Regions from separate parts of the Mus musculus genome. Here all the other regions are linked to region 1. Evidence: chromatin contacts called from public Hi-C, HiChIP or PLAC-seq and promoter capture Hi-C data. All regions are on one chromosome and are shown on one strand. Each heading gives the region's core, a stretch centred on a gene start, on an enhancer-like site or on the middle of the called end of the contact. The rest is flanking DNA. Distances are from core to core; before and after follow the strand shown.

Region 1 (3,384 bases), core at 259-2,758:
GTGGCCAGAACTGTTGGGGAAGAGAGCAACTCCACTGTCCTCTTCCTGTCCTCGTCTAAGTCACCATCAGAAGAAGTACCATATACACATCTCAACTTTAAAACAAAGCAGGCTCCTGGTATTCATGAGCTGGGCGGACTCAAGATCACTAACCTTACCACCTACTAGTGGAAAAGAATCAACAGCCACCCAGAACTCAATATAAATGTGGCTTCTTTGTGTCCCACTCATATACTAATTCCTTAGAGAAAATAACATTCTGAGAATTATAAAACTTAAGATCTTTTCAAAGGTCATGAGACATTTTCCTCACAAATATCAAGGGTTCCTGTATTGAATTTCCCTGCTTGATTTTGCCTTGGGGTAAGAAAATTCCAGGGAAATGTTATTGCTGGTGGTCATAACTAACTCACTGAATCCAACACATCTGCCCCCTACTTGGTTTCCGGCCAGTGTTTTGTTTTATGTTATATATACTTTTTTGGAAAGTCAACATAGTTGCTTGGAAGGCAACAGAGTAAATCCTCAATGGCCTTAAAGCTAGGCTTTCTAGAATCAGTCCCGTTTATCTTAGTCTAGGAGCCATCCATGTTAAAACTACAAAAAAAAAAAAAAAAAAAAATCAAAGACAATGATTTTCTTTTCGGGCAAGAAAGCAATGATAGTTTTCAGATGAATCAATCCAAATCCCAAGGTTATTAGGCAATTGCTGAGAACTATGCTTTGAGCGACACCTAACGGCTGAGAAAATCACACACCCAACTCCTTTGAGGAGGACTCAGATCCATCCCAAGAATCGCAGAAGGCCTGCTAAAAACAGAGGAGCACCTGGTCTCTATACTGCTGGGACCTGCTGGGCTGGGTCGCTGGGCAACTTGTATTTCCACAGTGAGGTCTGAGAACCGGTGATTTATTGCCAAGTCAGTGGCCATGCTAGGCGTGACCCCAGAAATTAAGAGCAGACTGAGGCAAAGGGATTAGGCCCGAGCTGTGCCTTGAACTCTTGAGCGATGGCTGCCCGGGACGGGTGGGGGACGGAACCCCGGGGTGCGGCTGGCTGCCCTCTGGGCAGTTGAGGGATGTGGCGGGGCCCTTGAGAGCAGCCGCCTGGCTGCCAGCCCGGGTCCCCGGCATGGGGGTGGGGGAGTTAGCTGGAGCGCGGGGACGCGGCGCGCCCTAACGCCTGTGCTTCCTGTCCACAGACGAACCCCACGCCTGGAGTGCTGCCGCTGCCGCCGCCCCAGGCCTGCCGGAAGTAGGCGTCTCCCTCGAAGACATCCTCTCTCCATTCTCTCCATCACATCCAGCCCCACCCTCCGACCCTTCCCACCAGATAGGCCCAGACCCAACTTGGGATATCCAAAGGGAACACGACGTTAGGAAACCAAAGGAGCTTTCGGCCGGCGGCCAGAAGAAGCAGCGCCTGGGGGAGCAGAGGGAGCGCTCGGCGAGCCCGCAGCGCAGTGCGCGGCCCAGGCTGGAGGAGGTGCCCGGCGGCCAGGGGCGGCCCGAGGCCGGCAGGCCCGCCTCGGAGGCGGCCGACGGGAAGGAGGCGCTGCGCGGCCGGCGTGAGGGCCTCGGGGCCGCGGGCGCGCGGGAGGCCGAGGCCAAGGTGGGTGTGCGCTCGGGGGCCCGACCCGCAGCGCGGCCCACGGGGGGCGGCCCAGCGCGCAAGGCGACGATGGCGCCGGGGCCCTGGAAGGTGCCGGGCTCCGACAAGCTGCCGGGCGCCCTGCAGCCTGGCGCCTCGGCCGCGGGCAGATGAGCCCCAAGGCGAGGGGCCCCCGCCCGCCTCCACGCAGGCCGATCTTCCTGGGTTCCGTCTCACGGCGTTTTAATTTATTTCCACTGTCACACGCATAGATCTATACGAGGCGCCGAAGCCCGGGAGCGCCGGCGTGCGACGCGCGTAGGCGGCACGGCACGGTGTGCGCGCAGGCAGACCTAAACTGATCCTAAAGCCCCCGGTTCCATGGTGGGAGCTTTGGCAGCTACGGAAGAACCAAAATCACGCAAACATCACAGAGAGACAGTGCAGTGTAGCTTTAGATTCAAAAAGAGAAAAAGAAAAAAGTTCCCCCCACTGCATGAAGGATTTGGATGTCATCCAAACTTTATATCAAGAAACTGGACAAGTTCAGAGCAATCACAAACTGGAATATCGCCTTAAAAAAAAATCAAACTGCACGGAGCAAGCGGAAACTGAGACAAGATTATATCTTTTAATTGATCTAAAGTGTTGTAAATAAATCGTTCTTGACATATCTAGACAGGGGATAAAGGGTTTCTTTGAAACATCCAGAACTGTTCTCCCATGCTACGTTTCCATGGCTCCCCCTTCAGCATCCACCAACGGTATTAGCAGCAGCGTCCCCTGCCTACTGCAGGATGAGTTAGAAACCTAGTGAATTCATTGGTGTGATGCCTTTTTTACTGCCATTTCTGTGGTCAAGTCACATTTCTGTACATTTTCAGTAGTAGGGAAAAAAGGTTTTAAAAATTGTATCCTAGGGAGCAGTTTGCCGTAAGTCAGAATTTTGCAGGTTAGCTCGTAGATCCTAATTGGTTGCCTCTAAAATAATGAGTTTGATAATCAAAAGACCATAATCTGTTTAATCGAGATTGACAACGCTGCAGTTCCTTCCTGAAAAGGCTTCCTGTCATCCCAGGCACTCAGAGATACGTAGCTGCTCTGTTAGCAATCTTCTATTTTACCTATTTGATTGTCTTATTTTAAAGCTCTTCATTTGCACTTTGACAAAGTATTTGTCCTATATTTCTCAAATTAGAATCTCTAATATTGAAAGCATTATGATAACTAATTTATTTTCATTAAAGAACATAAGTCCTTTGGCATTCCTTTCTGCTTTCCTTATTTGATCTCCTTTTTGTTTCCACCTGTAGCTTTTCGCCTCCAATTTGCTAATGCTTTTTGTTACACTAACAATCTATAGATGCACCTTTATGTCCCCGGGTTACCATCGCAGGTCAGCGATTGTCCCTGCAGTAAAAACTGTCAAACGTTAACATTAGTCAGCTATCCATTGGTATTTATTGTAGCTGCACATATTTAAAGACAAAATGTCTGAAGGCATTTTGTCATGAATATGTTTTGTATAACTGAGGCTTCAACTCTTCAGATATTCTGCTCCTTACACAAGTACTTGTTGAGTAAGAGGGAAGCCGGGTCCATCACGCCAGGTCACATGTAACTGCTGTCTCAATGAGTCTTCCCACTCTCTGGACACTACCTAGTTTAATTTCCATCGTACATAAAGATAGTTGTTCCACAAGCAAATATGGTCAGAAGCCTCAAGTGAAGGGTATTGCAGCTTGTAAAAGTAATTTCCAAAATGAAACACATTCATCATAAACAAAGCACAA
Region 2 (3,384 bases), core at 256-2,755, 830 kb before region 1:
TGGGGATGTGGAATGGGCATAGTAAGATCCACAGTTACAGTCTTCACTATGTTAAACTATACATAAGTCATTTATGATTAAGAAATATTACATCTTGAGCAAGAAATAACATAGGACCATACTTAACCGACTGTAGTGATTGACATGCACCTGAGAGAAGTTTCATAGTCTGAAAAATATGCCAGCCTGTTGTTGATTAAAATTAAGGTCAGACAGCTTTCTGAAAGCAAGGCTCTTTTCCCATCCCTGGGTGGGTAGCCTCCACGGTATTAGGGCTGTTATGCTGGGGTGAGAACACTGTGCTCTTACACTTTCAACACCAGCAACAAAAGACTGTATTGTTCACCCTGATCATTTAACTCACCTTTCTTTATCACACAAACCTTTTATTTTCATAAAGTAGATTCTCTATCTTGTTCTTGTTATGTGTTTCACTGTTTTTCTGGATTTTTCACAACCTGATCTGCCCTCTGACAGTTCTTTTAAATGACATTATATTTTGCTACTTTATTATATTTTATTATATTTTATTTTATTTTATTCTATTTTATTTTGACATATTGGAAACAGAGTCATGTAGCCCACTCACATAAGCCCAAAAGCCACACAGACCCAGCTCAAGTTGTTGTTCGTCTGGGTTTCTTTTCTGATTGCTATCATAATATGCTTTGACAGAAGCAATGTAGGGGGAAAGCAGCTACTTAAGGTCACAGTTCCAGGTGTCTCTCAGTTCGGGAGTCTCAACAGAAGGACCCTGAGATCACAACCTGATCCCAGCCATGATCAAAGAGCAGTAACTAGAGCCATGCCGGTGCTCAATTAGCTTTCTCCACTCTTAAGCAGTGGCCTGTCCCTGGCCAAGGGAATGTTGTCACCTGAAGTGCCCAGATCTTCCGATCTCCATTAACACAATCAAGACAATCCCCAGAGACATGCCCAAAGGCCTGATTTAGACAGCCTTATCTGGAGAGTCCTTAATTCAGGTTCTATTCCCAAGTGGCTCTAGATTGTGTCAACTTGATAACTTGTAACAACCATCTCAGCCTTCTAGAGAATACTCATCAGTGTTCCAGCTCAGGGCCCACTGAAATTTCTGTTTGTAGAAAAACTCAGGGATTTATGGTTTTTGTTTGTTTTTTTGTTTGGTCAGCTGGTAGGTTATATTTTGCTATTTTATTTTATTTTATTATTTTATTTTATTTTATTTTATTTTATTTTATTTTATTTTATTTTATTTTGACACATTGGAAACAGAGCCTCATATAGCCCAGACCAACCTTGGAATGATACTTGTGGGACTGCCCATTAATCTGATCTTATTGTTTCAGGTTTCTAATTGTTGGAACTTAAGACACGAGCCCCATATGATAAACACTAATTTAAATGCAAATTCAACATACTTCTATTGCTTAAGCAATTTTCTATTTTGTCAGCTATTAGTCATAGCTCTCTTTGTAGATCAAGGGAAGTTCAGTTCTAGGACCATAAGCAAGCCTCTAGGTTTCTAAGTTGTAAACCACAAGTGTCATGAGCTAGTTAAGTCAGCTAGACCTCAGATGGGCCCTTGATTCTTGTGTGATTTCTAGCCTGAGCTTCTAGGACACCAAAACTGGGAGCCCCTCTCTCCTCCATGCCTGAGTATTGACCAGCATGATCTTATGTAAGTCTTCTGGAGGCAGCCGTAGCTGTTATGAGTTCACTAGTAGAGCAACCCTGGCATGGTTTACTCCTGTATTGATTGTGTCCATCAGTGACTGGATTTACCATCTTTCCTCCACATCCCATAATGGTTCCTAAGCCCATTTATAAGGGAGCACTTCACAGACACACATTTCCTGTATTTTGACCAATTGTAAGTCCCTACATTGACTATCTTTTCCTGTGGGGCAGACTCCAATATCTTTCGTACCACAGTTGCATTCTGGGGCCTGTCTTATCAGAACAGTTATTGCTGTAGCTCACAGCAGCTGACATGGCACCAAAGAAGTTTCCTGGTAACTGAATTTAATTTCATGTCTCGTCACCAAAGTGTCCAAAGAACATTTGTTTGTTTTTGTTTTGTTTGTTTGTTTGTTTTAATTGGGATTTATCCAGACAATACAAGAAATGAAAAGCAGAGAGGAAAAAAGCCTGGATTTAGAAACCCGTGAGCCTCAACTTTCACTTTTTCAGATTAATGTTCTATAAAATAGGATCATTTATACTCTCACACTTGAGTCAGGCTCGAATGAGTCTTTCTCATGTGAAAACGGTTGAAGAAATGTTCTTCCTATATCCTGTCTGATGATTTGTGTATGCTTGGGCCAGGGAGTGGTACCATTAGGAGGTATGGTCTTGTTGGAATACGTGTGTCACAGTGGGCATGAGCTTAAAGACCCTCTCCCTAGCTGCCTAGAAGCCCTCTTCCACTAGCCACCTTTGGATGAAGATGTAGAACTCTCAGCTCTGCCTGCACCATACCTGTATGAATGCTGCCATGTTCTCACCTTGATGATAATGGACTGAACCTCTGAACCTGTAAGCCAGCCCCAATTAAATGTTGTCCTTTATAAAACTTACCTTGGTTGTGGTGTCTTTTCACAGAAGTAAAACGCTAACTAAGACATCCTACTACTCAAAATCAAATTATTCTTGTATAGTTCCCACCAAAAGTGAAAATAATTGGTGTAAGGAATGTAAATTCATTTGCAAAAAGTTTATTCCCTTTTATACAGTCCCTTCTGCTTAGATGCTTATTTTTATTTGTTTTAATTTTAATTTAAATATAATTTCAAAATTTCCTCTCTCCAGCCTTTCCTATGTCCCTATCCCTTCCTCTCAAACCCATTGCATTTTTTCTTCCTGATTATTATTGTTACAAATGTATGCATATATAACACAACCTGCTGGTTCTGCAAAGTGCTGCTTGTATATGTACATTTGGAAGGCTGATCACCTGGTATTGGGTAGCCAGTTAGGGAGTGCATCCGGAGAGAGGGCAGTTCCCGTTATTTCAGCAGTCATCAGTTGCCTGTAGCTCTGTGAGATTTCCTTCTGTGCCAGCGTGCCTATGAATGTTGTCATTGTTCTAGTGTTTTATAGGCAGCTATATTGAGGTATCATGAATTTAGTTTCCCTCGTTTCTAGGAGGCACTGTCTTACAGATTTCCTAATCTGCTGGTGTTGTGTGGTAGATGTATGTACGCATTGGGTCTTAGAACACAACAATTACTTTATCTCTGTAGTCTGACTAGTTGCGGTTTTGTGTAATAATGTCCATCTGATTCAAAGAGAAGCTTATTTGATGAGGGGTGAAATAGACTTGTGGGTATATGGATAAGTTTTAAAACACAGTTAAGAGTGATATTCTGCTATATTCATAGATCAGGGAGGCTCCCTCTGTTA
Region 3 (3,384 bases), core at 648-3,147, 780 kb before region 1:
CATCCTTTTAAAAATCATCTCCTGTTGTTTACTTAGGTTTAGGTGACTTTCTCAGTTGTTAAATGGGATTTATCTGATCACCTTAGTGCTATGTGTATTAGCCTAGAATTGAATCCAAAACTGCAAAGCAGAGAAGCCGTTTGTATTTATGTATCTATACTCATAATTTTAAACAAGCTAGAATCTCACATTGCAAGTCCTAAAATATTAAATATTCTTTACTTCTACTATAATTCCTAATTCTGGGAAGCTAGAGATTACTTAATATGGAGAGCATTATTGTTATTTACTTTGCACTAATTCCTAAAGAGATTCTTTCAGATAATTGTCTTCCTAAGAGTGTGTACTAGAACAACATTTGCATGCCATGAGCTGATGAGTACTTTAAGCAAAGATTCCGTATTATTTTGTGCCAGATTTGGTAAGCCAATAACAATATAGGTCTCTTTAGTTCCATACAAAATCTCTCTATTTAGTGTTAGTTGTAGATGTGTGAACAACAGCATATATGCGGTGGACTGACTACTACTCTGTTATGAGTATGCATACAGGGAGGGAGGGCTATGTCGCTTTACCTAGACCTGCAGAGGAGTAAGAACTTCCAAAGCCAAGAGGTAATATCCCTCCTTCAGTTGCAGAAGAAGGAAAGTATATTTGGATAGAAAAATAAACACCACACTGTTGCCTGAGATACATAAAGAATGTTGTGGAGCTAGAGACATGATGGCTAAGCAATTAGGAACACTGGCTACTTTCCTAGAGGACTTGGGTTCAATTCTCACTACTCATATGGCAGCCCATTACTGCCTATATACCTGGTGCCAGGGAATCAGATACTCTCTTCTGGACTACACACACGCGCGCACACACACACACCCATAAATGACTTAAAAGATATTAAAATGTTGCTTCTTAAAGAACAATGGCTGAGTCAAGATATATGCAGGATATTGAGAGATGAAAGAGAGTGGGGGAGGGTCATTAATAATGGGATATCTTCTTATGACTGCCCCCTGGTCATAATACTTTCTCCTCATTTGTACATAGAAGTATGTCTAATGGTGGGTGTATTTAGTTTGCAGTGACAAAACCAAACCAAACCAAAGTACCACCAACAAAAACCCACAAAATAAAAACCTAGCACACATTTCATTTTTCCTAAGTGTGTCTCAGCACAGGAAAACACATTTTACTGTATAGAATAATAAAAGAGAATGTTAGAAAAACAGAAATCAGCAGAATTATAAATGCAGTAATTTCTGTGTCCATGACGCTTAGAGGGATTTTATGAATATATTTTAACATATCCCCTTTATTCATATTACAGTGATCTATTGAGTACCTGCTGTGTTTTAGGCATTTTTCCAGGTGCTTGAGATATGGTAATAAACACATGAGGAAAAAATCTTCACGAGAGAGACCAATAATGCAAAAGTTAACTTAGTGAAGTTTAATCATGGCCACTATGAGGAAAGCGAGTTGCTGTCTCAGGATGGAAAATAAGGAAAGGTGGCACCAAACTGACAACTGAGTCAAGTCTTGGCAGAAGTGAGAAGCTATCAGGGTGGGAAGCACAGGGCTGTTGAGCATGCTCAGTTACCTGTGCTCATGTGCAGTCCAGGAAGACTGGGAATAAAGGGTTAGAATGCAGGAATGAAGGTCCCGGAAAGGTGCACATGTAGCACTCACTAACTTACTACGGCGATCCAAGCCCTGGGTTTAATGGCAGGACCTCAGCAGAGAGTAAGGGACTTAAAGGGGATTTTCTGTGCTGAGCTAAATGAGTCACATTTAGCTGAAGGGATTAGAAGAAAACTAAAGGTTCGGACAGAAGAGAGGAGAACAATGAGAGACAGTTGTGTCCTCTATGCTGGGTGAAGCAATGTTTTAAATACAGCATGAGTACCCGCATCAGCTGCTGCTGCTGCGGTTGCATCATGAGAATTCACTAATGATCGCTGGATTTAGCAACAGAGACATCAAGAGAATAAGGAGAGAAAAGGAGACAGAGCACAGATAGTTCCCTTAAACTTAGTTTTTGGTTTGTGCTGGAGAGAAAACAGAGTCAACAGATGGATTTTTTTTTCAGTTTAATGAGAAACGTGATCACATTCATGTATTAAAGACAATGATTTAAGAAGGAGGAAGCACATGGTATTGGAGAAAGAGCTGCTTTCACTGTCTCTGTGTAGGTTTGTAATCTTTGCACTACCTGGGCCTATACATGGTACTTTCCCAGTAAGTTACCTCACCAGCTTTGGTTTCTATATTTTATTTTGAAACAGGCTCTTACTATGTTACCAAAGCTGCCCTTGGAATTGCCATCTCCCTACCTAGCCCTCTAAGTACCTGAGATTATGGGTGCACACCACAATGTCCAGCCTTTGGTGGGAGGGCTTTAGCTAGGGCATACCTTCCAGAGTACAGGTGGAGAGGCTGGTGTGGCCTGGGCCTATCAGCAGCAAGAAGCCAGCTGGCAAAGAGGTGGGTGGGGAGATTTGGTGGTGGGAGTTCTAAGTGTTCTTTTCTAATGAAATTAATTTTTTCATGAAAATTAAAACAAGATGAAAGTAGAGGCTATAAAGGAGATTATTAAAAGAAACAAGAGTCCCTCAGTTCTGGACAAGGGGGAAATAGTTATATAGAGAAGAAAAGGATGATTCCTGGGTAGTATTTGGAGTCTATTGGGAGCAGACGGCCATGTGAAAGATATACAGCTGGTTTTCCTGGGGTTTGTGTGTTTAATGAAGCAAGGGGATCAAAGAGGTCAAGGTGAATACATTAATAGACTATCATGATAAAGGAGAAAGGGATGCTGGGGATGTAGAGAATAAAGTGTCAGGAACGGACTTCTGGACCATGAAGTCTGTGAGGGATCAACGGGTTGAAGATCTCAGAAAAGCTGAAAGTCAGCTAGTTCGGATCATAGAGGAGAGGAATACTGTAGTTGTCTGTCAGAAGTATCATCTTCTTCCACAATGCTCTCAGGTGCCATGATGGTGCATTAAACTGTCTTATTTTAAAAATTGCCCTCATTTTATGCAAACATGGCTGCCAAATGCATGTATTACTACCCATTCCCACTAATTGGTTCATCCTCTGAACAACTGGCAAAGCAGCACTGCTGATGTTGCAGCTGCTCCTATATTCACAGTTGCCTCTGGAGAGGTAAAAGAGACAGCTAAGAAAATGGTATCCATGCACTGATATGATCACAGTGATGATACAATTCACCCTTGCACTGATAGACACACTCTGATCTCAGTAGCGGTTCCAGCGGGATGTAATGGTGTCCATACAAGTGGAAGCTAGGCATAGGTCCCTACTTGGCTGACTACTGCTCAGACTGCTCCCTGAGGGAATCCAACTGTTTCTCCACCTTTT
Region 4 (3,384 bases), core at 276-2,775, 730 kb before region 1:
TATCCTTGATAAAATTGATTCCTTTGCCAAGGCTAACAGGAAAGCAGGAAAGGGGCTTGGTGCGAGAATGGCTTCAGCTGGAGAGGGAGGAGATGGCAAAAGGCACATCAGAGCAAAATCAGCTGCAATTTAAAATGTACATGTGTGAAACTGAGCATGTTTTTAAAAATGTGAATGTAGGAAAGTGTGTTTCTGAATTGTCATCAAACTGCCATTGAATTCCTTAGAGTACTCCCTTTAAAGTACTTTACAGAATTCTCACAACTTAAAGATTTAGAAATTTTCTGAATGAATGGAAAGCTGGATAGCTTTAATTTCAAAATAAAAATAAACTAACCTATTCTAAAATGTTCTTTTCAAGTTCCCATATGTACTTACCCCCCTCACAATATAGAGATATCCAACTTTTATTTTATAGCAGTTAAAGTTTGAGGTAACCCAAAATATTAGTTAAATCTGCTTTTAGTGAGAGAACATGAAGAAAAGTGAGATGGTTAACTTTGAAGAGGACTGTCTGAGATTAATTCTTATAGTGTCTGGATCGTTCTTCGGCAGCTCACTAGATACAGACTTTATTATGTCTTTGGGAGTACAAGTGTGTGCACCTTGCATAGATAATCTAAAACTTAGCTTTTACCCGAGAGGACCCAGCAACAGAGGGGTGCACTGTAGTGTGGACAAGAATAAGAATGCAAATGGAATGCTTGGCCTGGGAAGTCTTTTCTGGTTGACAAAATATGGACTTAGTGATCATATAAAAGCTTACCAGAGTTCAGGTCAAAGTCAGCTTTTCCAACACTAGAGCCAATTTTTTTTTTTCCTACCACACTTTAGTTCTAGGCTGTGATTAGACAGATGTTAAGCCTCCATTTCAGATGCTCACCCCATACAATGATTTGTACACACTGCTTTGCATCGAATCACAGATTTTTCCTCAAAGAAGCAAATTAATGCTAAAACAATCTTGTGCGATGTTGTTCTATCTGTCTGGAACCACAAGTCATAATTAGGGATGTGCATAGAACTTTTCCTCTAAAACAGAAAAGTGGGTAATTAAGTTTACGTTTCTGATGAAAGAAACAACTTTTTCTTTTGAAATTATTCTGTCTGGGCTCTGAATTAAAATGGCTTGAGTTCCCCAGTGTCTAAGTGGCTCAGAAACATCTCTTCCCATAACAGTTGTACATCACTAAGCTGCTTCACATTTGGTGCCAACTTATAAAATAAAGCAGACCATTTTGCATGATCTTCATTATTTAAATGTAAGAGACTATCTTAGCGTATCATGAATAAATTTCATAAGCTATAATTTTTCACATATATAAATTAGAGAAGTAATAGTCGAAAGGACTAATTGTAAATTTGGATTGCCCAGCTTTCAATCCTCAAAGTTAACTGAGTCTTCTCAGTGTCTTTATGTATCAAATGAGACCAGTCATAGCTCCAGCCCCATAGATCTGCTCCTAGGATGTGGTGGGATTGCCACATACACAGGGCTGTGTGACTGGGACCTAGAAAGTGCTCAATCAGTGTGACTCGCCACCTTTTACAGTCTAAGAGGAAAAATAAGTCGTCTGTGAGTCATTGCCACTGCATTCCTCCAAATATTGCTTCCAAATTATCCTTCTACAAAGCATGACTTATTTATGATTTTATATACAGTTAATTAGATATACTTTGATGTATTTACATAAGAAAGAATTTATCTTCACTTTGGAGAAAATTCTCTAACCACAGTTCTATGCTGATGCATCATTATCAGTGTGACTCGTTTCTTCATTTCTAAATATAGAAATGAAGCCATTTGATACATGGTGTTTGACTACAGCAAGGTTGTTGTGCTTAAATACTGATACAACTAAGATTGTAACTGATGAATTATATAACACAAAAAAAGTCACAAAGACATTAAATTGTATTTTGCTTATAACTTCTCTTTAAGCTTTTCAGATTTTTGAACAACATTAAAAGAGAGAGAGAGAGAGAGAGAGAGAGAGAGAGAGAGAGAGAGAGAGAGAGAGAGAGAGAGATGGCCTAAATTAAATTCTGTGCACACTGTCAGAGTTTGGGGAGAGTAAGTACCCAGTAATGGAACTCTTGATAGCCCTGTTGCCAGGCACCTCATATGTCAAACACCTGAGATGGCGAGGCAGGTTTAATGGATAGAATGAGCTATTATTAGCAGCTAGAGACTTCCAAGCCCTTGGCACAACCTTTGTCTTTGCAAGGAAGATGGTGAGAGTTGTACCCTAGCTATTTTTCTGCAGTTAAGTTCTTGTGTGAACCATGCATGCTGCAGTATTTCTATCTAAATTAAAAAAAAAAAAAAATCTGGCTACTCCTACTTTCCATAATGCAAGACTAACAGCAACTTAGCTTTTATGAACTTTGGGAACACATTCTCACACAGTCTATCCACACAATGCGGATGTTATTTGAAGGTCAGTTATTGTTCTTCTTGCCTTCATTTTAATAAAAGCAGCTTAAGGTTATTGTACTAGAAAAACAATTAAGTATTATTTTTCACAATTTTACATGTTTGTATTAGAACTCGCAATTCCCTGAAATAGTTTGAAATGGCATGCATCGGATTACAGAGATTGCTTTCACATTCCATTAATTAGTTCACAAAGAATATCCAGAGAAATTGACTATCTAAGACATTCGAAAGCTGTGGGATTCTATTTTCAGGTAAATCTAGCTGTTCATCTGCTTTCTCCAGAGACAGTGTTCTGATGTTTTGTATTGCTGAATATATTCTCCAATAGATGAGCAGAGCCCTCATATTCCTAGTCTAACCCCAGACAGTGGGGTGGTGGTGTAGCCAGGGCTAAGCTTTCTAGATCTCGTGGGACCCAGATGTTCTTTGATAGCATCACACAGGCTCTATATCCCCACTGGGCACTGGGATTGCTATATGAACTGCTACCTGGCATGATTAACTGTGCATCCTAATCTAGGCTCACACGAATCTTGTGCCCAGGGAATTGGAAACAACAGGAAGCATTTTTACCACGTTAAAAATAGTCTTATTCTCCCAAGCGTCAGGCCTAACTGGTCTTCTATTGGTTAAAAAGCATGAATTAGCTGGTTCTCAGGGATTGAACTGGAGGGCAGGGAGATGGCTCAGTGGGTAAATTGTTCGCTGCACAAACTGGAGAAATTCAAGTTTTGATCCAACAACCCAACATAAAAGTTAGTCGTGGTGTTGTACACCTGTAATTCTGGAATAGAAGGCAGAAACAGAGGCCTCACTAAAGTACCAGTATAACTAGTGAGTGAGCCCTAGATACAGGTATGGTGAGAAACCCAGTCTCAAAAAATAATGTGAATATCAATAACTTATTGACCTTTGATATTCCCAGACACATGCACATGTGCACT
Region 5 (3,384 bases), core at 345-2,844, 650 kb before region 1:
AAGTCTCCAGTACATAGGTCCCTTGGGGGTTTGCTTTTACTTTGGTGAGTCATTCTGTGCAGTTTTGCTCCCAGAGTCACAGCATTTTTTTTTTCCTGTGTTGTAAATACAAGTGAGGCAAAGACAAAATTTCATGAAAAGCTTGAGTTTTATAACTAAAGTTTCCGCTACTATTTTGTAGGTAGAGGAGATGGGCTTCAGTATAAAAGAATTGATAGGGGAAGCACATGGAAAGACAGTTGTGTAGGTTGAGTGTCTGCCCCACAGCCTGTGCTCCAGGTGTTTAGACAAGCAGATTCTTGGAGCTGTAGCTAGTGAGTTTAGCTAAATCAAGGAACCCCAGGTTTAGTGAGAGTCCCTCTTTCAAAAGACACCTGGCACTGACTTCTAACCTCTACACACAAGTGCACACAACAGACACCAACACCTATTAAGCCCGCTTGCATCCTCACATGAACGTGCGCATATCTCACACACATACATTCACCACAAGATTTAGAGTGTAGATTAATTACAATGAGAGCAATGATAGTTTATATGGATGAACAGATAAATAAATTAATGAATGAGTGAATGAATGAATGAATGAATGAATAAACAGATTCACTTTGCCCTAATTTGTCTTAATGCAAAGTGCATGATATGTTCCTGTCAGTAGTGCATGAGATGTTCGTACTGACAATATTATATATGTTCATTTAACATACATATCTTATGGTAGAAAGTATATATATGTATATTATATATATATCATATGTGCATACGTATAAAACATAAAAATACCACCCTAGAATTTTTCTTCTTTCTTAGTGTTGGGGTTTTTGAACTCAAGTTATGGAGGACAACAAATGAACATTCTTATGCATATGTGTGTGGTAGGGCTAAGGTGGGTAGTGCTGCAGACTGAAGTCAGGGCCTCATTCACACTAAGCAAGCACTTTTCTACTGAGCTTTTATCCAGCCCAAGCCTTAATCAAGTAGTACTTCTCACCTTAATATCTGTTTGGTAGACATACAACAGGGATATAATCCTGTATGTGAGAAGCATGAAATCGATGCCTGGGTCTCTTTGTCTGAAGAACTTGTTTCAACAGATAGCATTTCTGGGGAGTGGCATGGGCCTGTATTCTCAGGCATTCAGGAGGAGGGTGCAGAAGGATGGCCTGAGTCCAGGAATCCTGGACTGTATTGTAATATGACTATTGGGTGTTTACACTAAGTTCAGCTGAACTGAACAAAACCATATTTTTAGATGCTATATCATTAAAACCAAGCAGAATAAAAGCTACTCTGACTGGTTGTGTAAAAATTGATTTAAAGGCACTTGGCCAAAGGACAGTGTTTCTATTGGAAGCACACACACAAATCTGGTATGATGTTCACACTTGCTAATGAGTAACTTGCAAGCTGAAGGAGTGTCTTAGAAACCTAAGAGTGAGTTAATTAAAGGTCAACTCCAAAGGGAATTGCCCTAGCTGTCAAGATTTATTTTTTCTAGCCTGAAGTTGAGAAACACTGGGAAGAAGGAGAGAGAACATAGTAAAAAGGGCATGCTGACGTTTCCCAGATGGCCTCATCATGACCCATCTGCTTTGAACACAGCGGCACTTGATGATCAGCTCTAGGTCTATTTCTTTCCACACCACATGGCCGATCTTGTAGCAGTTGCAGCACATCGAAATGGATCACAGTGTTGTCCTGATGGTTTTTGCTTTAAGTCAGTGATGTTTTAAAATTATTTTATGGGATTGTAAACACTAGCAAAAATCAAGGAGGAATTATGCTCTAGACTCATACACACTAAAGATGTCATTCTTGTTTCTTTTCGAGGTGAAATGGTCAGTGTTCTTTCATTTAAAACTAGAATTCTTAAGAATCTAATTGGCATTTCCTGGTTGCCATGGTTACCAAATGACAAGCAGCCTTCATATACTTTCATCTTGCATCAACAAACTAACCTTTGTGAAAAAACTCAATTCTCTTCAGACATGCGCTTTGAGTTTAAGCACTGGATGTCTTTATAGCCTCTGAAAGAGGTATTATTCATACAGAAGTTAATTAGCCAATTATCAAATAAGGTCTTTCCTTTAAGAAACTAAGCAATAGGACATAAAGCATAAATTCAATTAGTGGAATTTCCTCCCTTTCATTTCCATTCATTTTTGAGGAGTGGTCTAGAAGAAATAATACTGGAATAGAGAAGCCATAATTTAAGTGATAAAATTTATTTTAGACTTCTCTATGGACTATATAGGAAAATTGTATTCAAAAGGCATTATGAGACAGTGCTTCAAGCTGAGCTCCCTGATGAATCTCCGTGTCCCATTCAGATCCTCCCCAGCTGCCTGCCACTGTATTCCTGATGCTGGGTGGACTTGCAGTTAGTGCTGAAGCTTGCTTCCCTGTCAATTCTCTATTCACAATCTTTAGAGTGGGGAAAGCATCTATAATTATTTCAGCATAAAAATAAGGTAAGTAACCATTTCAGGAAAATCTGCATCAACCTTTCCCAGCCAACGTATTAATTGCGCTTACCTGCAACTTACCCCTGTGCAACACTTCATTGCTCTTCACATTTTACCCCACATGGGCTGCCTTTCCTAGTAGAATGAGAAACCTTCACAGATCTCTGCCTGCTTTTCTAGTTTTTTCTTCTCTAATATAACACTAACAACTTTCCTTTCTTCCTGAGTGCATAAACTTAAAATTATGCTTTCTCTCCTTATTGTTGAAGGCGCTATGCCTGCAGGTAAACTTAAATAACCGACTAATGAGGCTTTAGAAATATTTTTATAATTTTCAACTGAGGCAACAAGTAGCAAGAAACTTCTCATGATCCAGTTCACAGGATCTATTTGTTTTATTGTGTCATTCAAAAGGAAACAATGACCAAGACATTACCGGTCACATTAGTGTCTCATCAGGCAAATGGATCTATTTCTTAACTTTCTTCATACTCAGATAATATTATAAAGTCAACTTGTATCTTTAGTCAAAAGAAATTCTTACTCTGAACAAAGTATTTTGAACAAAGCTAGTTGGCTTATATTTTAATTCTAATAGACTGTAAAACTAAGATACTATCACTGATATTTGGGAACCTACAATACTACTGGCTATGCTGTTCCTGCTATTGAGAGGAATATGGGTAATATTGCCATGACATCCATGTTTTTATAATGCCTCTCATAGCTATTGGGTATTTTAGCATATGACAAGAACATTGATAATCAAGTAAATGATGTTTTCATCTATGACCACATACATAAAATATTGAAACAGAAATGAATGTAGACAGACTCAACTCTCACATTAAAACACATGTACTGTATTTCTATCTCCGCTTTTGAAATTGAGGATTGATAGGTGAATGTTTACTTTTGT
Region 6 (3,384 bases), core at 501-3,000, 570 kb before region 1:
TGCTATGGCATACTTTACTGGCCTAAACAAGTCAGAAGTTAAATTTGATTCAACGATATAAAGCTCATGAAGGATGTGAACACAAGAGTGTTAAGAGTATTCGATGGATGCGTGCACTCTGGTGTGTTTTACCTGGTTTATTTGAATGTTCTTTAAGGATTACATAAATTATAGGATTCTATCCATATCTGATTCTCTCCACAACCAATTAAGTATTAATAAACCTATATGAAGTCTGCAGGGGCAAGCGTGTTAAATCTTTACTGATTCGCCAAGTTAACACAAGCGACAAACAGATTTATTCTTCCTTCTGAATTATTCTCTTTCTGGCCTCTTATTTCGTGTTAGAAGTAGGTCTTTCCTTTTCTTCTGCTTTGTGGTCTTACAGACCATTTGTTTATCAAACCCCATCTTTACCATTTTCCATCTGTATATGTTTACAAAAAGTGGAAGAACATTGGACTTATACTGAGAAGTAATGTGTGTGGAATTTCAGTGCATAATATAACTTTACCACATAAAAAAGTAAAATTTTAAATTCCTTGGAAACTTACCAGAGCTACAGAATAAAAGTTTTAAATACTGCCAAAAATATGTAGTCTGGTTTTAAAGAAAAAAAAATCCCAACCTCATCTTTCATACCAGATAATTAGGGGAAGATACTAATTCACTAGACAAACTATAGGCTGAAGATTGGAAGCTCATTATGAAGAATTAAACTCACCTCTTCCCTACATATATTTTTCTAAAAGCTCTATGTTTTCTTCCTCTCTTATCTGCTTCATTTGTTGTTGTTAACAAATATGAAAAAAAACAAGTTAGAATAATTTTCCGTAAGGTATCTTGAATGTTAGTTGTGCTATTAAACTGTCCTTTTCATTGTGGAACACCCAGCATGGCTATTATAAATGGCTAAAAGCACTTTCCAAATGTAAGATGCTCTATAAACACTTCCACAGAAGTCTGCAACCCATTTAAATTGTATTTGATCTGGCAGAAGTTGCTATTTCAAGGATCCTGGAGCCATCATAAATTTGGATCCCATCCTTGCTTACTGGGTTTCAAATTACCCAAATGTTCTTTATTGAAATCCAATATCCATTCCAAAGCATATTACACTGAATGCAGCTTAACAGAGAGCAGGATCCAGAATGGCCCATTTTCCCCAGTTACTCTAGTATTAATGATAAGAACTAGACCTGGAGATCACATTTGATTAGATTCTTCTCTCTCTCGTTGGAAATGCTATATCTGCAGGAAACTTATAAGGTTTCTTTATCTATAATTTACACATTGGGAAGTGAAGGTAATTGTGATTCTAAAACACACCAGGGGAACTTGTTTATTTAAAGTAAATCGACATGACAGAGAGCATTTTATTTCAAGAAGATAATGGTGATTATAAAACCAGCCTGTAAAATGAACATATAACTAAAACTTGTGCAATTTTATTTATGCAGACTAAAATATGTACAAACTTAAGCAACAAAGATTTGCTGCCATCTCAGAATATTTCTTTACTTAAAAAAAGTTTGATATTGAATTGTTACAGCTCAACTTGTAACATCAAAACCTAAGGATTATGGCTGACAAATCCAGTGTGAATGAATTTAAGGCACAGAATAATGGGAAAGGAATCCAAAGATTCCTCAAAACCCACAAGCAAGAGGAGGCATAAGTGACTTCCACCAAGAATTCTATTATATTTTGTGTTGCTATTGCTCAAGACAGAGCAGTTTGGGGATTAAGCCCTTCTGGCAGTCACTCTTGCCTAGCATTTCTCATTGTGGTCTATGAACTCATAGCCAAACGGGACACTCTAAGAGGTTGAAGGGTTTCCTGTGACATCTTGTTCCTATCACCTACTGGGAAGTGTGGTTCCTCCCCTGAAACAGTCACACTCAGTAGGTATTGACATATTGAACTCTCTTTCATAAACACTTCTCTTTTGCTTGGTTAATATTGTACCCACCTAATCTGCCCATGAAATATTTCTCTTTTTTTCTCCCCAACATCCTATTACCTAGAGAACTAATGTTGCTTGAACTCTGCTGGCTGAACTTTGTTCTATATTGATGATCTTAAATTTAAAATCTATAAAAAGTTATTAATGATTCCATAATATTCACTTATACTGACAGACAGGTCATAAAGTAGAAAGAATTATGTGTTTTCCTGGGAGTGAGTATAAAGGCTTTTTTTTATTATTAGTGATGAGAAGTATTCTACCATGTGTCTATGTGGTTAAAACAATCCAGTAAAGACTTGGAAACCAGTGATATAGAAGGAATAAAGATGGCTAAAGGAATTATATAGTTAAGTAGAGAAGAGAGACAATAATGGGTATCAGAAAGATCTACAAAATGCTCACAGTTATGAATGCAATTACAACCCACTTAAAAGGTTGATCTGCTCTCCGGTCCTTCCTTCACATCCATAGTTCTTACTAGATAGTTGCTATGTGCACTATGTATTAAATCAGAAATTTCTGTGAGAGAGAAAAAATTACACCAGTTTGTGTTGTGAGTGTTTGTGGGCATCTCTGTGGGCTCCTTGTTGTCTGGGAGACTTACAAGGAATTGAGACTTACAGTTCCACTTCTTTTTTATCCAGCATTCACCAAGTACATAAAGGAATCCCATTTTTTTTTAATCAGAATCCAAAGAACCTATTCCATGGGGTCCATTTTCTAAAATAGTAAAATAGACAGAAGAAAAATATAAATAAAAAATAAATCAAATATCAAGGCTAAGTATAGACAAAGGAGTCTGTTCTTTTAGTATTGCTTTTTCTAGATCAAGTTGATTATTCTATATTAAGATGAAAGCCTGGGTTTTTTGTTTGTTTGTTTTGCTTCTTTATGAATGTCCCTGTCGATGTTTTATATCAATTGCTGTTTAATAACACAGTAGACTGCAGGTTTGATAGTAAGTCAAACTTTGAAAAATCTCATATTGCAAAACAGAGAAATGAGCTCCAAATAAGATTTGGTTCTTTTCCATATGTAAATAAAAAGACTATCACAGGAGCTAAGTGAAATCTCATCCTGCTATTTAAGCATTAGGTTGCATGATTTTCCTAGGTCTCAATGCTATTAAATAGTAACTTTATAAATATTATAAAATATTAGCTATCAATAAGAAAAAATATCTGCCATGGACCTGAGATTACAGTGAATGATAAGCTTTTGATGTTATCATATAAAACTTTTCAGAGTGTTAATAAAATTAATGTTTTCAGAGTATTGTATCATGGAGGTTCTCTTGGATGTGACCTGCTTCTTGAGGTTTCTCCTTTCCCTGACTCTGACTGTACCTGCAGAAAATCCACTGGCCCGTCCACCCATTGGTCTGTTCCTTCTGCTTTGGTAGCATTCCCGGGTCC
Region 7 (3,384 bases), core at 438-2,937, 550 kb after region 1:
AATGTCTCAGCTTCCTCCTATTGGAGTGTGTATGCAGAGCTGGACGACATGGGCATGCTCCTACAATACTCCTCTGTGCTGACTTGGAACACAGTAAGTGACAAAATCTCGGTGCTCACCACTGTGGGAAGGGGGAGATCATTCCTGTTACGGTGACCAGCTTTATAATTTCACTTCTGTTTTGACTGACAAGCAGCTGAAGTGAAATTTCTTGTCAGATGGGTATAAACAACCAGAAAACTCAAAATCTAACTGCTGTAAAATCTGGAGCATTTTAAAGGTTAATATGGTGCCACATATGAAAAATTTATCCTATGTGGTAAAATCCTATATACATACATGCATATATTCTGAAATGCATATGCAAAAGGAGTATTATTGTGTTAGTAAAAGTTGGATGCTTTGGGAACACTCAAAGGCATATTTCTAAAGTGTGTGTGTGTGTTTTGAAAGACATTTCATGTTTAGATTTCTCTTTTCTCACTAAAAGACCTCATGTATATGAAGGATTTCAAAATCTAAAATTTTTTAAAAGCCAAATCTGATTCACTTGTGCCACTAAGCCCCTTGGCCAAGGATGCTCTGTCCGCAGTAACTCTCTTCCATTGGCTGGAAGTATTTACATAAAGCAATAGGCTTGATGTGGCAGACACAGGGTGGCTGTCACTCTTCTGGCAGGCAGAACAGAACCTCAGTGATCATATTTTATAAAAGGACACTTTTACTCCTTCATTCACCAGTTTCAAGTATTTAATAGGTTTTATGAATGAGTAATAGCTAGACCACTGTGGTAATACTTGGTACAGTTTGACTTTTGGGACCCCTTTTCTTGTTTTTTATAAAGATTTATAAAGAAAATTAGGCAACTCAAAAGCTTCAGGGCGAAGCAAAGTGATGCTTCCTGTTGGTCTAGACGCCTTTACGGTAGGCGGTGATGCACTAGAGTGCTGTTCTGTGAGAGGCGGCCTGCAGCACCTGCCTCTTCCCCTTTCAGGTAGATGGTGGAGTAGTGTGCTTGGTCATGAAGCAGGAGGTATATTAAGAAGGTATTCAGAGCATTACATTTAATTTAGGCAACAGACATTGGGAAATACATACTAAATTGTGACACTTTTCACTTTGTATTTTGCTTAAGAGGCATATAAAGAGCATGCTTGTAATTCGGCACTCAGGAGATGCAGGCAGGAAGATCTTCAGGTGGAGGTTAGCCTGGACTACATAGTAGTGAGACCCTGTCTAAAGAAAAAAAAAAAGAGAGAAATATTCAAATGCATTTGATATACTTAAATTTTTTTGTTTTCTTTTTGTTTTAAGACATGGGCTCATATATGCCTGGCCTGCATCAATTGCCTGTGTAGCTGAGGACAATCTTAAATCCCTGATCCATCTGCCCCTCATTCCCAAGTGCTGGGATTGCAAGCGTGTACCGCCGTACACAGTTGTTTGACTAATTTCTAAATTTTTGATACTTATAATAGTAGTGATTTCCCGAAGGCCTTCTCTGCTTGTTTTTTTTGGATTATAGTTAATAGATTTCTTTGCTACGGTGTAAAATTGCAAGGGTAAGACCGGGTTTCTCCTTTTTCTAGGCACCCACTTTGTCTTTCTTTTAGACAACTTAGGACTGTGTGGGCAGAGTGTGGTTCTGTGGCAGGAAGCCAGCAAGTTACACCATCGGGTCAGGAAATACACACCTCAGGGCCCTCTGGGTGTTACCCACTGCTCTTCTGTCCTGTGACTGAGGTGTGGAGAGGCAGAGTTGGGAGCAGTGGTCCCTGGGCAGTGTTCTTACCCGGCTGCTGTGTGAGCCACCATGCCAATGGGCAGAGAATCATTTGTTTATTCCTCAAGACTCTCTGGGGCCCAGGAGACTTTGTGGATATACACATAACGCACCAGGAAGTCCCACAAGAAAATGTAGAGAAACCCACAGTTATAACCTCCACATAGTAGACTTATCTTGGGGTTTACCAAGTGGCTTTAAACCTTTTTGTGGTTGGAATAAGTTCCCTTAAAAGGCTCTGTGCGTTTATATTCGTCTTTAGCAATGATGCAAGTATTACCCTTCTCTAGTCACAATCATCCCTAACACTTGCTACAACAGGAAGCAGCAAGTTCTCACATCCAGATGAAAAGATTGACTTGGATTTTTTTTTTTCTTAAATTTGAGACAAAGAATTTACTATTTAGCTCAGGCTAGCCTAGAAGCCTCTCATTTGGACCACAGATGGCTAGCGCCACACTTACCAGCAACTGAATTTTTAAAATAAAGACTATTGTAAAAAACTAAAACAACAACAAAAACAAATAAACACCAAAAAACCCATACACTGAATTTAATTGAACCCAAAGTCTATACATTTCAATGGCCTTCCATACTGTTAAATAAAATACTAGATAGTATTCTTGCTTGTAGCTAATTCTAAATTGTGCATTATAATTTTAGTTATTTTAAATGTTACTATTGTACATTTGAAAATGCTATTTAGAACTTGCATAAGTTACTTTTTTGTTGTTGTTGTAAAAAAAAAAAACCAAAAACCCACAAGAATTGGTTTAAGAGAGAAGGGGAATTTTCCCACTGTTCTCCCATCCAATCCTTTGAGGCAGAGAAAGCATGGTGGCGACATCTGGCTATACTGCACCCCAGCCAGAAGTTAGGGAGCGATCAGTGCTTCGGCCCCACTGGATTCCATGTCTGTTCAATCAGTACCCACAAGAAAGGGTGATGACTGCATGTAGCGCTGGTCTTCCCACCTCAATCCACCCAGTTAGTTTATGCCTCATAGACCTGTCAGAGGTGAGAATCAATATTAACCACCTTGGGTGGTTGCACATACCTTTAATCTCAATACTGGAGAGGCAGAGCAGGTGGATCTCTGAGTTAGAGGTTAGCCCGGTCTACAGAGTGAATTCCAGGACACAGCCAGGGCTACACAGAGAAACCCTTTCAAAAAAAGAAAAGAAAAAAAAACTAACGACCAAGAAAGAAAACAAAAAAGAAAAACCTAAAACAAAACAAAACTCCAAATCCCCCCAAAACAAAAAACCAAAAGAACCAGACAAACAAACTAGCAAAACAAAAAACAAACAAAAAACCAACCAAACAAACAAACAAACAAACAAAAAAAAACCCCACAAAAAAACAAAACAAAACCAGAACATTTACTTTTCCAAAGCAAGAGACACACTCTTCTATTATTTTTGTACTAGGAAGTTATTTAAAGTAGAGGTCATCACACAGGAAGTGCTGTAACCCCCGAATTACTGATACTAGAGAGACTTCAGTGTTGTACAGTCTGCCTCTGCATTCCCTGCCAGAGGCTCCCATCCTCCCTTGCCCCCAGCGGCAAGCACTACATGCAGAGAGCTGGTTTCTGTGCT

Evidence for each region. Promoter capture Hi-C pulls out the DNA fragments that hold promoters and counts their contacts. A called contact is a pair of places that touch in the nucleus more often than the background predicts. HiChIP or PLAC-seq counts read pairs in DNA pulled down with a chosen protein or histone mark.
Region 2: an H3K4me3 HiChIP or PLAC-seq map of bone marrow-derived macrophages shows a contact between it and region 1, with 9 times the contacts expected there. The contact joins two enhancer-like sites. A contact is called at or near these places in 1 of 15 datasets of contacts at CTCF or cohesin (pro-B cells), 1 of 484 Hi-C or Micro-C datasets (regulatory T cells) and 9 of 115 datasets of contacts at active chromatin or transcription factors (acute myeloid leukemia, bone marrow-derived macrophages, embryonic forebrain and 4 more).
Region 3: a contact with region 1 is called in an H3K27ac HiChIP or PLAC-seq map of SST interneurons, with 9 times the contacts expected there. The contact joins two enhancer-like sites. A contact is called at or near these places in 5 of 484 Hi-C or Micro-C datasets (cerebellum, cerebral cortex, cortical neurons and 2 more), 13 of 115 datasets of contacts at active chromatin or transcription factors (SST interneurons, bone marrow-derived macrophages, embryonic basal ganglia and 7 more) and 1 of 9 other capture datasets (embryonic stem cells).
Region 4: an H3K4me3 HiChIP or PLAC-seq map of bone marrow-derived macrophages shows a contact between it and region 1, with 3 times the contacts expected there. The contact joins two enhancer-like sites. A contact is called at or near these places in 1 of 15 datasets of contacts at CTCF or cohesin (pro-B cells), 5 of 115 datasets of contacts at active chromatin or transcription factors (bone marrow-derived macrophages, embryonic forebrain, embryonic midbrain and 2 more) and 1 of 9 other capture datasets (embryonic stem cells).
Region 5: a promoter capture Hi-C map of second pharyngeal arch cranial neural crest shows a contact between it and region 1, with 2.3 times the contacts expected there. The contact joins two enhancer-like sites. A contact is called at or near these places in 7 of 39 promoter capture datasets (cranial neural crest, frontonasal cranial neural crest, hippocampal neurons and 4 more) and 10 of 115 datasets of contacts at active chromatin or transcription factors (SST interneurons, T-cell acute lymphoblastic leukemia, astrocytes and 5 more).
Region 6: a contact with region 1 is called in a Hi-C map of adipose-derived mesenchymal stem cells, with 2.0 times the contacts expected there. The contact joins two enhancer-like sites. A contact is called at or near these places in 5 of 39 promoter capture datasets (cranial neural crest, hippocampal neurons, liver and 1 more), 1 of 484 Hi-C or Micro-C datasets (adipose-derived mesenchymal stem cells), 6 of 115 datasets of contacts at active chromatin or transcription factors (embryonic forebrain, embryonic limb bud, embryonic stem cells and 2 more) and 1 of 9 other capture datasets (embryonic stem cells).
Region 7: a contact with region 1 is called in a Hi-C map of B cells, with 3 times the contacts expected there. The contact joins two enhancer-like sites. A contact is called at or near these places in 1 of 39 promoter capture datasets (pre-B cells) and 2 of 484 Hi-C or Micro-C datasets (B cells and embryonic stem cells).

The regions. Positions count from the first base shown.
Region 1 is chr5:20,700,868-20,704,251 of GRCm38.p6, forward strand. Magi2 (membrane associated guanylate kinase, WW and PDZ domain containing 2) reads left to right here. Exons shown (of 23, transcript NM_001170746.1): 23 at 1,203-3,384. The coding sequence ends at 1,259. Among named protein-coding and RNA genes, the nearest start is that of Gm52763, 21 kb to the left of the region's middle. Within about 2 kb of position 1,509, at least 415 of the 459 cell types and tissues checked have an H3K27ac peak or open chromatin away from gene starts, as enhancers often do. A contact at or near this core is called in B cells, SST interneurons, adipose-derived mesenchymal stem cells and 3 more, where this site is marked.
Region 2 is chr5:19,867,121-19,870,504 of GRCm38.p6, forward strand. The region is part of intron 2 of Magi2 (membrane associated guanylate kinase, WW and PDZ domain containing 2); the gene reads left to right. Among named protein-coding and RNA genes, the nearest start is that of Gm52765, 100 kb to the left of the region's middle. Within about 2 kb of position 1,506, at least 2 of the 459 cell types and tissues checked have an H3K27ac peak or open chromatin away from gene starts, as enhancers often do. A contact at or near this core is called in bone marrow-derived macrophages, where this site is marked.
Region 3 is chr5:19,918,409-19,921,792 of GRCm38.p6, forward strand. All of the region lies in intron 2 of Magi2 (membrane associated guanylate kinase, WW and PDZ domain containing 2), which reads left to right. Among named protein-coding and RNA genes, the nearest start is that of Gm52765, 150 kb to the left of the region's middle. Within about 2 kb of position 1,898, at least 3 of the 459 cell types and tissues checked have an H3K27ac peak or open chromatin away from gene starts, as enhancers often do. A contact at or near this core is called in SST interneurons, where this site is marked.
Region 4 is chr5:19,968,761-19,972,144 of GRCm38.p6, forward strand. All of the region lies in intron 2 of Magi2 (membrane associated guanylate kinase, WW and PDZ domain containing 2), which reads left to right. Among named protein-coding and RNA genes, the nearest start is that of Gm23570, 120 kb to the right of the region's middle. Within about 2 kb of position 1,526, at least 13 of the 459 cell types and tissues checked have an H3K27ac peak or open chromatin away from gene starts, as enhancers often do. A contact at or near this core is called in bone marrow-derived macrophages, where this site is marked.
Region 5 is chr5:20,055,142-20,058,525 of GRCm38.p6, forward strand. All of the region lies in intron 2 of Magi2 (membrane associated guanylate kinase, WW and PDZ domain containing 2), which reads left to right. Among named protein-coding and RNA genes, the nearest start is that of Gm23570, 36 kb to the right of the region's middle. Within about 2 kb of position 1,595, at least 15 of the 459 cell types and tissues checked have an H3K27ac peak or open chromatin away from gene starts, as enhancers often do. A contact at or near this core is called in hippocampal neurons and second pharyngeal arch cranial neural crest, where this site is marked.
Region 6 is chr5:20,133,206-20,136,589 of GRCm38.p6, forward strand. The region is part of intron 3 of Magi2 (membrane associated guanylate kinase, WW and PDZ domain containing 2); the gene reads left to right. Among named protein-coding and RNA genes, the nearest start is that of Gm25761, 20 kb to the left of the region's middle. Within about 2 kb of position 1,751, at least 4 of the 459 cell types and tissues checked have an H3K27ac peak or open chromatin away from gene starts, as enhancers often do. A contact at or near this core is called in adipose-derived mesenchymal stem cells, where this site is marked.
Region 7 is chr5:21,253,949-21,257,332 of GRCm38.p6, forward strand. Gsap (gamma-secretase activating protein) reads left to right here. Exons shown (of 31, transcript NM_175437.3): 18 at 11-93. Among named protein-coding and RNA genes, the nearest start is that of Gsap, 69 kb to the left of the region's middle. Within about 2 kb of position 1,688, at least 94 of the 459 cell types and tissues checked have an H3K27ac peak or open chromatin away from gene starts, as enhancers often do. A contact at or near this core is called in B cells, where this site is marked.